Regions from separate parts of the Mus musculus genome. Here region 2 is linked to region 1. A link is a contact called in public promoter capture Hi-C data. All regions are on one chromosome and are shown on one strand. Each heading gives the region's core, a stretch centred on a gene start, on an enhancer-like site or on the middle of the called end of the contact. The rest is flanking DNA. Distances are from core to core; before and after follow the strand shown.

Region 1 (5,379 bases), core at 1,089-3,588:
AATAACAGAAATGGAAGCAAAGCGGCAGATCCTTTGAAACTACTTCTAAAACCTATTAATTTTCTCTTTTCTAATAATGTAGCTGCTAAACAATTGTCCCATATTAATATAGCTTCTGTCTAGGCATAGGGTGTGTAAACTGTGGTGGCGGATGAGCGGTTTTTTTGTTTTGTTTTGTTTTGCCATTCTAGCAATGAGCAAAGTCATTTAAGAAAATAAAAGAAATACTTGAAGATACAAGAAAAGGAAAATAATAAAAATTGGAGAGGAGTCTCAGAAGAAAATTTACAAGAGCTTATAAGTAAATTTGAAGTATATACTAAGGTAAGGACAGAGGAGGAAGTACGCGAGAGAAGAGGAAGCCACCACGAGGGGCGATAGACCATGAGTACATGGCCAGGAGAAAGAGCAAGTATCTGGGGTACATTGCTGGGGAGGTAGCCAGGCCAGCAGTTAGAAAAATAGATTAAAAATAACCAAAGTCTGAGTCCCATTTATTTGTGAGCTAGTCAGGGATAAGCTTAAATTGCTTGTACTACATACAATATAGGTGTTATTGTTCCAACACACAAGTTTCTTGAGATAAGTTTTGTTCTAAACCAGTTGCTGGATTTCTGGGACAGTAGTGCTGGAAGATTAAAACTTGAAACAGAGGACATGCTTAATGGACAGACTACCCTCCTAAACTTGCTTAAGGAACCATAGCATATCCCATAGTCCACTGACTCATAGCAAACCCGATGGCTCTGGCTGTCAGCTGCAATGATTTAAACAAAGCCAGATGGAGACATTTTAGGCTAGTATTGAAAGGCAAATGGTCTTGCCTATCTTTTCTTATTAATTATCACATTGGATAGAAGGTAAATTTGGATGCAGACATACAGAAAAGGATAATCAGGTGAGAAGGAGATGGGAAGCATGAATAGTTAGCCTGTATGTAGTACTAAGAAGAGACAGAGAACCGGAACACGATGGTGGATGGCTAAGATACCAAGATGAATTCTATTTTCATCTGAAGTTGATAACGTGTGGTGTCAATTCATGGAATTACAGAAAATTATACAAGAAACTTCACGTTTCTTTCCTTAGGAAGTAAAAAAAATTCATCAGAATTATGCTATAACACATAATGTGGACCTCAGAGTCAGGGACACTGAAATGGATCTGTTGTAGGTCAATAGTCTCTGGACCTACAACGATACATATCTGCCCTGTTACCTGTGGTCCACAGTCGTATTTCTGGAAAATAAACAAAGAATGTCTCAAGTAACACTAACCATCTTCCAAATGTGTAGAATTGTCAGGAATATGCATTGGCTTTACTGAAGACAGAACTTCTCATAAGAAAACAGAATGCAAGGTGGAGAGGCAATAAGAAATGAAGACGATTGTGCTGTCCTCAGCTGGCTCCTCTTCCTTTCCCCAGCAATCTTCCCAGGGCCCCCTTCACTTCTTTGTTTCTTAGAGTATAGATGAGCGGATTCACCATGGGTGTGACCACAGAGTAGAAGAGAGAAATGAATTTTCCTTGGCTTTGATTACTGCTCTTAGCTGGAAGCAGATACCCATAGATCGCAGAGCCATAGAAGAGAAACACTACCACCAAGTGGGAGACACACGTATTGAAAGCCTTTCGACGTCCCTCCACAGAGCGGATCTTCATCACTGCCTGAGCAATGAAGCAGTAAGAGACCAGGATGACGCTTACTGGGACCACAGTGAAGAAGGTACAAACACCATTGAGCACCGCCTCATTGAGACTTGTGTCTCCACAGGCCAATTTAATCATGGCGGGTACCTCACACAGGAAGTTGTCCACTTTTCGGTGTCCGCAAAATGGGAGCTGGAGAGTGAATGTTGACTGAATCACGGAGTTGCCTAAGCCACCCAACCAGCTAATAGCAGCCAGCCCCCAGCAGAGGCGAGGATTCATGACGGTCATGTAGTGCAGGGGCCGACAAACTGCCACATACCGATCAAATGCCATCACCACGAGCAGTATGCACTCAGTAGCCCCCAGCCAAAGGAAAACATAGAGTTGAGTTACACACCCACCATAGCTGATTGTCTTGTCTGGCCCCCATAAATTTTTCAGCATCTGAGGGACTGAACTGGTAGTAAAGGCAAGGTCTAGAGAGGAGAGGTTGCTGAGGAAGAAGTACATGGGTGTGTGGAGCCGAGCATCAAGGCGCGAAAGCAGGATGATGGTCAAGTTCCCAACCAGCGTCAACAAGTAAGAGGCCAGGATGACAGCAAAAAAGATGATCTCCAGATGGGGATGGTCAGAGACACCCATCAGAATGAAGCTCCCAGAGGAGCTGTTGCTGTCCACCTCCATCACCGGCTGCCTCAGTCACTGAAGTTTGCTCAGGCAAGGGAAGAGGCAGCTACTGCTAAACCTGCATCCAAAGTGCACCTCAGGCTCCGCAGCTAAAGCCCAGTCCACCCTTCCTGGCCACGAGCTTTCATGCAAGCCCTGGTTGTCAGTTGAGCTGGGATGTCAAAAGGGACCTAGCACAGAGATGAAGGGAGTGCCTTGTGAGGACAGACAACAGCTAGGGCAACAGGTCAGAGGGGCAGGTTAGATCAGATACCTTCTCAAAACACCAATTTCCTCAGCCAAGTTTTCTTTTGCTCTAAGAGGGAAACACACAGTGAATTTGGAAAATCTCCCCGGAAGTTACTGATAGATTTCTTTCTCAGGCTTGAAAGGATGGCTCAACATTTAAGAGCACAGAATGCTCTTGCAGAGATTCCAACTTTGGATTTCAGCGCCCTTATCTCACAATAGCCTATAAGTCCAGTTCCAGGGAATCTGACATGCACTTCTGGCAACTGCACATATGTGAACATACCACCCAAAATTCATGCCTACATGATTTAAAATAAAGTCTTTTTTTTTTTTTTTTGGACAGTCTGTCATTATACAGCCCTAGGCAGACTGGAAGTTGCTGTGTAGACCAAGCTAGCCTTAACAGAGATCCCACCTGCTCTGTTTTCTGAGTATTGAGATTAAAGCCATGTGGCACCATGACCATCAAAATAAATAATCTTTAAAATAAATAATCTTTAAAGAAATTCCTTTTCTCTGTCTTTTATAGTCCTCTCTTCTCAAATTAAAACTCCTGGTCTGGAAAGATCATCATGTGTCTATCGGATCTCAAAAAAAAAAAAAAAAAAAAGAGAGATGGTAGGAGCTGGAGAGATGTTCAGCCATTGAGAGCATTGGTTGCTCTTCCAGAGGACCAAGGTCCAGTTCCCAGCAGCCACCTGGAGGCTCACAACTGTCTGCAACTCAAACTCTGATAGATCTGATGCTTTCTTCTGCCCTCCATGGGCACTGCATACATGCAGCACACATATATACACGCAGGTAAAACATACACACCCAAAATAATTTAAAAAACTAACGAGAATACTGAATATTCACCATACACAAAAAGCATGAATTTGTCAGTGAAGAAGGTGAATATAGAACAAATAAACACATGCCAAAAAAGCTTAAGTCAAATGTGTGAAATATATAAGTGGATTTTCTGTAAGGAAGTTAAATCAATCTACATGTGTCCATAGTAAGGGAAATTAAAATATACCTGATAATTTGAAGTCTACTGTGTTTACTGCTAAACCAAGGAATCATTCTTAACATTCTCAAAGCAGCAAACACACTCTTGTCAATAACAGCCAATTAACATCTCCTTGGGCAGTGTGTGTGTGCACAGAAGTCAGCCTTAAGTGTTATTCCTCAGAAGTGGTACTCTTTGCTTTTTTAATCAGGGTCTCTTATGGTAACCTAGGGTTTCTTGGTTAGCCCCACATGTTTTCCCTGTCCAGTCTTGGGATGACAAGGTGTACTGTCACATCTAACTTCTTCATACCACCACAGCTGCCTTTTTATGTAGGTGCCGTGGATTGAACTCAGGTCCTCAGACTTGTGTGACAAGCACTTTACCCACAAGACTGCTATTTCTAAATATAAGAAAACCAAGATCTTTTCTCTTCTTTTGCCTACTAATTAAAAGGATCTAAACAGTAAATAATTCATGGGTCACCTAGAAACCAACAGTTGGGAGAGAATTCTGTCGTTTCTCTGAACTGTGGCCTGTCTGTTCCATGGGAACTTCAGCTACTGGCCTAACCAGGGAAGTGTGTAGGTGAGCTTAGGGGCTTTTATTGCAACTGTCAAGGGCCACTTGACTAAAGATTGAAACTGTCCTTTTTAATCCACATATAGCAAAATATTGGTAATCCTGATGCTAGAATCCACACAGAACTTCAAGAGGATTTTATGTATATGAGTGTATGTGCAGGTGCATGTGTGCACGTATCTGGAGGCTAGAGGACAACTTTTGGGTGTCATTTCTTCTCAGTCACACTACCATATTTTCTGAGACCTGCGGCTTACTCTTGGATACAACTAGCCCCAAGGATGAAGCACACAACAAAGAGAAAACAATGGACCCAGACCCAGAGTCTGAGGACTTGGCAGTTGATGGCAAGAGTTCAGTTAAGCCGGGTGTGGTGGTGCACGCCTTTAATCCCAGCACTTGGGAGGGAGAGGCAGGTGGATTTTTGAGTTCAAGGCCAGCCTGGTCTACATAGTCCAGGACAGCCAGGGCTACACAGAGAAACCCTGTCAAAAGAAGAAGAAGAAGAAGAAGAAGAAGAAGAAGAAGAAGAAGAAGAAGAAGAAGAAGAAGTCAGTTAATAAGTATAGAACAGTGCCCACAACCACAATTAACTCCCTGGGTACAAGACTTACAGGATGAATGGCAAGATCTGGTGTGCCCCATGAGGAGCAGATTCTATTAAGTTAGACTGGTTTGATCCCCTCTGCCATACACAGGAACATACATTGAAGGAATTAGGATGGTACGGCATACTGGAAAAAGAGTAATATGTCCAGACCTCCCCTTGGGGAAGTGTATGAGGAGAACAGACCCATATTGTAAGACTAAGGCACATGGGAAAAGAGTAAGATATAAGGACCTTCCTTTGGGGAGTATATGAGGAGAACAGGCCCATATTGTAAGACTAAGGCACATGGGAACACAACTAGGAAACAGCTCAAGGCTTATTGTGCTGCACGGTGCAAACCTGCATTGTGCCCCTTGAGGAATGAAAATTGCTTTTATAGGATTTTTTTTTTCTCAGAACTTAATGTCTGGCACTCTTGACCACAAAGGCTGAGAACATGCAGGAAGAAATGTAAACGGGCACCTGGTGGGGTTACTGAACCTTAGAAAATAATAAGGAGTTAGATGCCTATTGAACTTACTGCTTTTGCTTCAGAAAAAACAAAACAAAACAGTGTAGTAAAGTTGATTACCTCTTTCATTCTGAATGTTGAAAAATAGGGCTAAAATGGGTTAACAATCT
Region 2 (5,379 bases), core at 2,136-4,635, 85 kb before region 1:
TCACTGAAAAAAAAACACTGAAAGTAGGAGAATTAAGTGAAAAATTCCGTATAAATCACCAACAACATCCACCGAACATAGCCTACATACTCCCAGAATTTTTTTTTAGAACAACTCAGCAAAATAAAATTCTGGTTTATTGTTGGACATTGTTTCACACATACATCAAACAGGCCAAACCAAAACCAAAACCAAAACAACAACAAAAAACCCCCAGCAACTTCATAGACAAAAAAAAAAAAAAAAAAGAAAAAAACCTTTTTATCTTTGGCCTTTTTAACCATCTCATACAAACCAACTACTTATAGTACAGTACGCTAGTTACATACGTAAAAAAGTTACTGGAATGGTCAAAATAAGATTTTTTTTTTGTTGTTGTTGTTTTTGCTTTTTTTACAAGTTTTTTTTCTCCTTTGAGATTTGAATGAACATGGTCACACCCCACGTGAAGTCTGAAGTAGGACAGAAAATGCTCTGAAGGCTGGTTTGTTCACCTGTTATCTTTAAAAATGGCAGACCCCTAACAATATGTACAAAAATATAAAATGTAAATAAAAAATGCAAACAAATTTTCCTTTTAAAGTATTTTTAAGAAAACAAGCAGGGCCTGGAAAGTTCTGGTTTCTTTTTGCCACTCATGTTGCCAATTCATGTTGTAGTTTTGGTGGGGTGGTGGAGAGAGCATGTCATTTGTGGGTGGCACGCCCCGCTGAGGGCGGGTGGGCGGGGCCTGCTTCTTGACCACGTTTAAGTTCTGAGATGGGAAGTGGAGGTGACTAGGTCACGGTGCAGTGTGTAAGGTTACTTTTCCTTTTGCTGTCTAGTCATCCTCTTCGGTCTTCTGCTTCTGGTGTCGACATCGTCATCCTCCTCATCCTCCGCTATCCGCTTGCCTGTAGGAGCCTCAGCTTCCTCACCTTCATCTCCATCTTCTTCCTCACCCATACCTTCTTCCTCCTCCTCCTCTTCCTCCCCACCTTCTTCCTCTTCTTCATCTACCTCATTGTCAGCCTCCTGCTTGACATTTTCTTCATTTTGACTGTTCCATTCCCTGCCTCCTCCACAACTTTTTTCTTCTCCTTCAAGTCCTCGGTGCTGATCTTGGAGCTGGTGTCCACTGCCCAGTCTGACATGGTGGGGCACGTGGGTGGTCCGATGCTTCGAGTGAGGAATTAGTTGAGTTCGAGGACTCAGGCGAGAAAGCTGTCTGCTGGAGTCCGTGTTGGAGGCGGTGGGCGGTGAAGGTGGCTGTAGTGAGCGGGAGCATGGCCCGGGAACAATGCAAAGATGGCTTTTCAGAGCAGCCAGTGGGGGCCAGATTTTTTTTTTAGTAGGGTCTAGTGCAGCCTAGACTGTCCTTGGTGAATTCCTGACCAGCCCCCTGAGTGCTGGGTTTCATATGTGTGCCATCATGCTAATCCCCTAAATATAGGTACAGATAGAAATAAGTGTGTACGTGTATATTTCTTTTAAAGATTTATTTATTTATTTTATTTATATAAGTACACCAGAAGAGGGCACGGGATCCCCATTACAGATGGTTGTGAGCCACCATGTGGTTGCTGGGAATTGAACTCAGAACCTCTGGAAGAGCCATCTCTCAAGCTTGTATGTGTATTTTTTTGAGACAGAGTATTATTATGCAGCCCTGATTGGTCTAGAACTCACTATGTAGGCCAAGCTGGCCTTGAACTCAAAGATTTGTCTACCTCTGTCTTCCAAGTACTGTATTAAAGGTGTATATCAGTATATCCAACCAAGAATGTATATTTTTAATAAAAATTAAATCACGTGGGACACACTGTGATACACTACAGCTTCCGTAATAAGATTTTTAAAAATGCTATCTTAATTTCCTTTCTTTGAGGGGGAGGTTGCAAGGTGAAGGTGGATATGAAGGGATGGGTGAGTAGCTTGGGATGTATGTGAAAGTCAGAAAGAACTTGTTACTACAAGTTAAGAAAAATTAAATCTATTAGCACATAATTCTGTGGATTTCACTTCAATGAATCACAGCCTCCCATAGGGTTAACATAGTGTTAACATATGTTCACTGAAATATTAGTTCTGGCTTCTGAGATGCTTGTCCATGGCATCAAGAGACCACATGTCAAAATACGGAATGCTTCACAAATCTGCATGACACCCCCACAGGCCCACACCACTCTGTCATTCCAGTCGTAGTGTATGTGCTGGTAAGCAAGCACCTGAGACAGTTTTTAAAATGACACAAGGAGTTGGGAATGTGGTATTTGAATGAGAACAGAGACACAGCCTCATAGATTTGAATGCTTGTCCCTCAGTTTGTGAGAGTATTTGGGAAGGATTAGGAGGTGTGGCCTAGTTGGAGAAGGTGTGCCATTGGGGGCGGGGCTTTGAGGTTTCAAAAGACTTGTTCTATTTCCAGTGTGCTCTTTCTCCTGCTTCTGGATCAAGACGTGAATTCCCAGCTGTTCATGTCTTTGTTCCAGCATGGACTCTAACCTCTGAAACTGTAATCCCAGCTAAATGCATTCTTTCATAAATTACCTTGGTAATGGTAACTTTTGCTACAGCAATAGAAAGTAAGACAGAGGATGAAACAGATGGGAAGAGAACACTAATCTTTTAAAATTAGAAAAGAGCAACTTTTCTATTTAAAAGATTTGGGGCTTGCTGGGGGTAGTAGCACATGCTTTGAGTACCAGCATTTGGGAGGCAGAGGCAGGCAGATCACTGTGAGTTCTAGGCAAGCCTAATTTACATAGTGATTTCCAGGACAGCTAGAGCTACATAGTGAGATCCTGTTTTGAAACAAACAAACAAACAAACAAACAAACAAACTTACTTTGGGTGCTTTGGGGCTGAACTAGAGTGAGTTCTGCTTTAAGGCTGACTTTGTTAGTGAGTCCAAGGACTCTCGTGGCAGTGATTTCAGCAGAGGAACAAGCGAGGCCCTGGGGTGGGGGTGGTATGTGAGGCCCTTTGGTGACTTGCTCTTGATGCCTGTGGTTTGCCAATGCTCACTCCCAACATTGTAAAAAGAAAAGTCAAAAAATATTGAGACCAAGGAGGGAAAGCATAAACGAGTAAAGAGAAGACACAAAGAAAATCTGAGGAATAGACAAAAGGTTCCACTGACATAGGCAATGTTCTGGCCACTAACACACTGCTCAGTGGAGCTGTTTTTTCCACGGAGCCAAAGTTATAAGGAACATGAATTGCTGACAGGTGAGTAGTTATCAAAATGAAAAGTCTAAAATCTATTCAACCCAGAAGATGAGAGTTTGTTCTGTTTCAATATAACATATGGTAAGATTTTAGACGGCCTAACTTAGTAGAACTCCCTCCATCTGGATTTACTTTGTCTCATGTTACAAGAAACCACAAAACTTTCAAGAGGGCTCTAGAGTTCGGCCACGTTGCAGACATATTAGCAGCAGTGCAGAGAGTGGGAGAGCACAGCAGTCTCCTCTTAGGACAGGAAGCAAGGAAACTGTGGCATGGGGTCTCTGTGCATGCTGCTGCTTTTTGATGGCTGAACAGCTTATGCCACGTCCCTTCCTCCAACCTAATGTCCTCACCCACAGATACTCTAGTCACTCTACCTGACACTCTGCAGGGTCTGCAGTCGCTTCCGATTTCTTTCCAGTTCTAATTTTCTCTTTTCAATTTTGGCTTCTAAGTTTGCTTCATCAGAGGCCACATTATTAAGCAGGTCTTTAGTCTTCTGAACCTGGGCCTACATTGAATAGGAAATAGTGAGATAAGGTGCCACGGAGTGCTGTCCCCTGACTCTGAGCACAGAGTTCCTTAACACTTTGTGCAAAGCAACATCACACAAACCAACAAAGCCCACCCCTCCTCCACTGTAACTTATTAACAAACTATTTCCAGTGACAGGAGTGAAAGGAGGACACGGGGACAGGAGAGCACCACTCTTGTCATGAAAAGTGCATGTTTCTTCCATGGAAGCAAGCAAACATGGCGAGAAGAATGACAGAGACATTCTAGTAAAGACAGAGAGGTCACAGGATCTGTGTCCAGCCTGCTTGCTTAGCACTGGGCACTGGTGGATCACTGCACTGTCAGCCTTCACTTGGGCTGCTCCCTGGTTACAAAATACCAACCGAGGAATTGGAGACACACACACACACACACACACAGAGTTTGGACACACAGTTACATACATGGACACACACAGTCACAGATACACAGACACATACACAGACAGGCAGACACATCGATATAGATACTCACATAGACACAAGACAGACAGACACAGACATACACAGTTGGCTCAGGAGGGGACCAAACCCAAAACCCTCATGAACTAGCCTCAGCTCTGACCCTTTGTCTGCTTTGATGGACAAAGAAGATTCCTTTTTCTTCTATGGTAAAAGCTCAACTAAAAACTAAAATAAATGGAGAAACTCCTTTATTGGTAAAGTCAAGGCAGAAATGGATCCGACAGCAGCAACTAGCCATTCTGATGAGATGCAGCTTTATAACAAGGTCTAGGCACAATGGGGCCGAAGCTCTGGGCTGTTGGCACTACCGGGGGTCAAAGACCACTGGCTACATCCGCAGACACCCCTATATTTCTAAGAGCACATTTACTTGAAGGGCATGGTAAAAAGCAAATGTGCTGGCTTCATATTCAGACTATGTGAAGCTGGCTGTTGGGCGCCTCGTGTTTCAGAGTACCAAATGAGCTACACCAGAATCGGGAGCACAACTTGGGGGTGAATGAACCTCCTCCCCATGTTGTGACTGTCTAACCCTGCATGAAATTCTTCTTCTTTTTTTTTTTAATGGTTTTTTTCTAGACAGGGTTTCTCTGTATAGTCCTGGCTGTCCTGGAACTCACTTTGTAGACCAGGCTGGCTTCGAACTCAGAAATCTACCTGCCTCTGCCTCCCAAGTGCTGGGATTAAAGGTGTGCGCCACCACGCCCGGCTCTGCATGAAATTCTTGATGGCAAGGTAGGATTCCCCTCTGGTACTCTGCATGTATGTTACTATACTATAAATGTTTTTCTGGCTGTTTACCTGCTGGTCTTTGCAAAGCCATGGGATCCACAAAGAAATGACTTTGGAAGAGTAGACACTTGTCAAGATTCTCAGAGACAGGGCATCTTTTGAAAGTACAATTATTGTCATTGGATTTATGGCTTAACTGTTTTGTGTAAGTAAAACCAATCATTTCTGTGGCATTTCTGTATATGTGCTGAGGGACCAATCCTAAAGCTTTACATATGCCAGACAAGTAATGATCACTGAGCTGTAGCTCCAGTGCAGCACACAATTTCTTTGATTCTTCCTTTAAAAACCACTAGAGAGCCAGGCATGGTGGTGCTTGTATTTAATCTTAGCACAAAGAAGGCAAAGGTAGGCAGAT

What was found. Promoter capture Hi-C pulls out the DNA fragments that hold promoters and counts their contacts.
Region 2: a promoter capture Hi-C map of liver shows a contact between it and region 1, with 4 times the contacts expected there. The contact joins the enhancer-like site here to the promoter of Olfr15 in region 1. A contact is called at or near these places in 11 of 39 promoter capture datasets (the C10 cell line, the HPC-7 cell line, HPC-7-derived erythroid cells and 7 more), 1 of 15 datasets of contacts at CTCF or cohesin (large pre-B cells), 31 of 484 Hi-C or Micro-C datasets (B cells, CD4 T cells, CD8 T cells and 18 more), 2 of 115 datasets of contacts at active chromatin or transcription factors (both in embryonic stem cells) and 3 of 9 other capture datasets (adipose tissue, liver and pancreatic islet).

What each region holds. Positions count from the first base shown.
Region 1 is chr16:3,835,934-3,841,312 of GRCm38.p6, reverse strand. It overlaps Olfr15 (olfactory receptor 15), which reads right to left and starts at 2,338. Exons shown (of 1, transcript NM_008762.2): 1 at 1,400-2,338. The coding sequence starts at 2,338. The coding sequence ends at 1,400.
Region 2 is chr16:3,922,182-3,927,560 of GRCm38.p6, reverse strand. Cluap1 (clusterin associated protein 1) reads right to left here. Exons shown (of 12, transcript NM_029738.2): 7 at 3,588-3,721. Gm15537 (a long non-coding RNA gene) reads left to right here. Exons shown (of 2, transcript XR_003951938.1): 2 at 1-179. Among named protein-coding and RNA genes, the nearest start is that of Gm15537, 4.5 kb to the left of the region's middle. Within about 2 kb of position 3,385, at least 25 of the 459 cell types and tissues checked have an H3K27ac peak or open chromatin away from gene starts, as enhancers often do.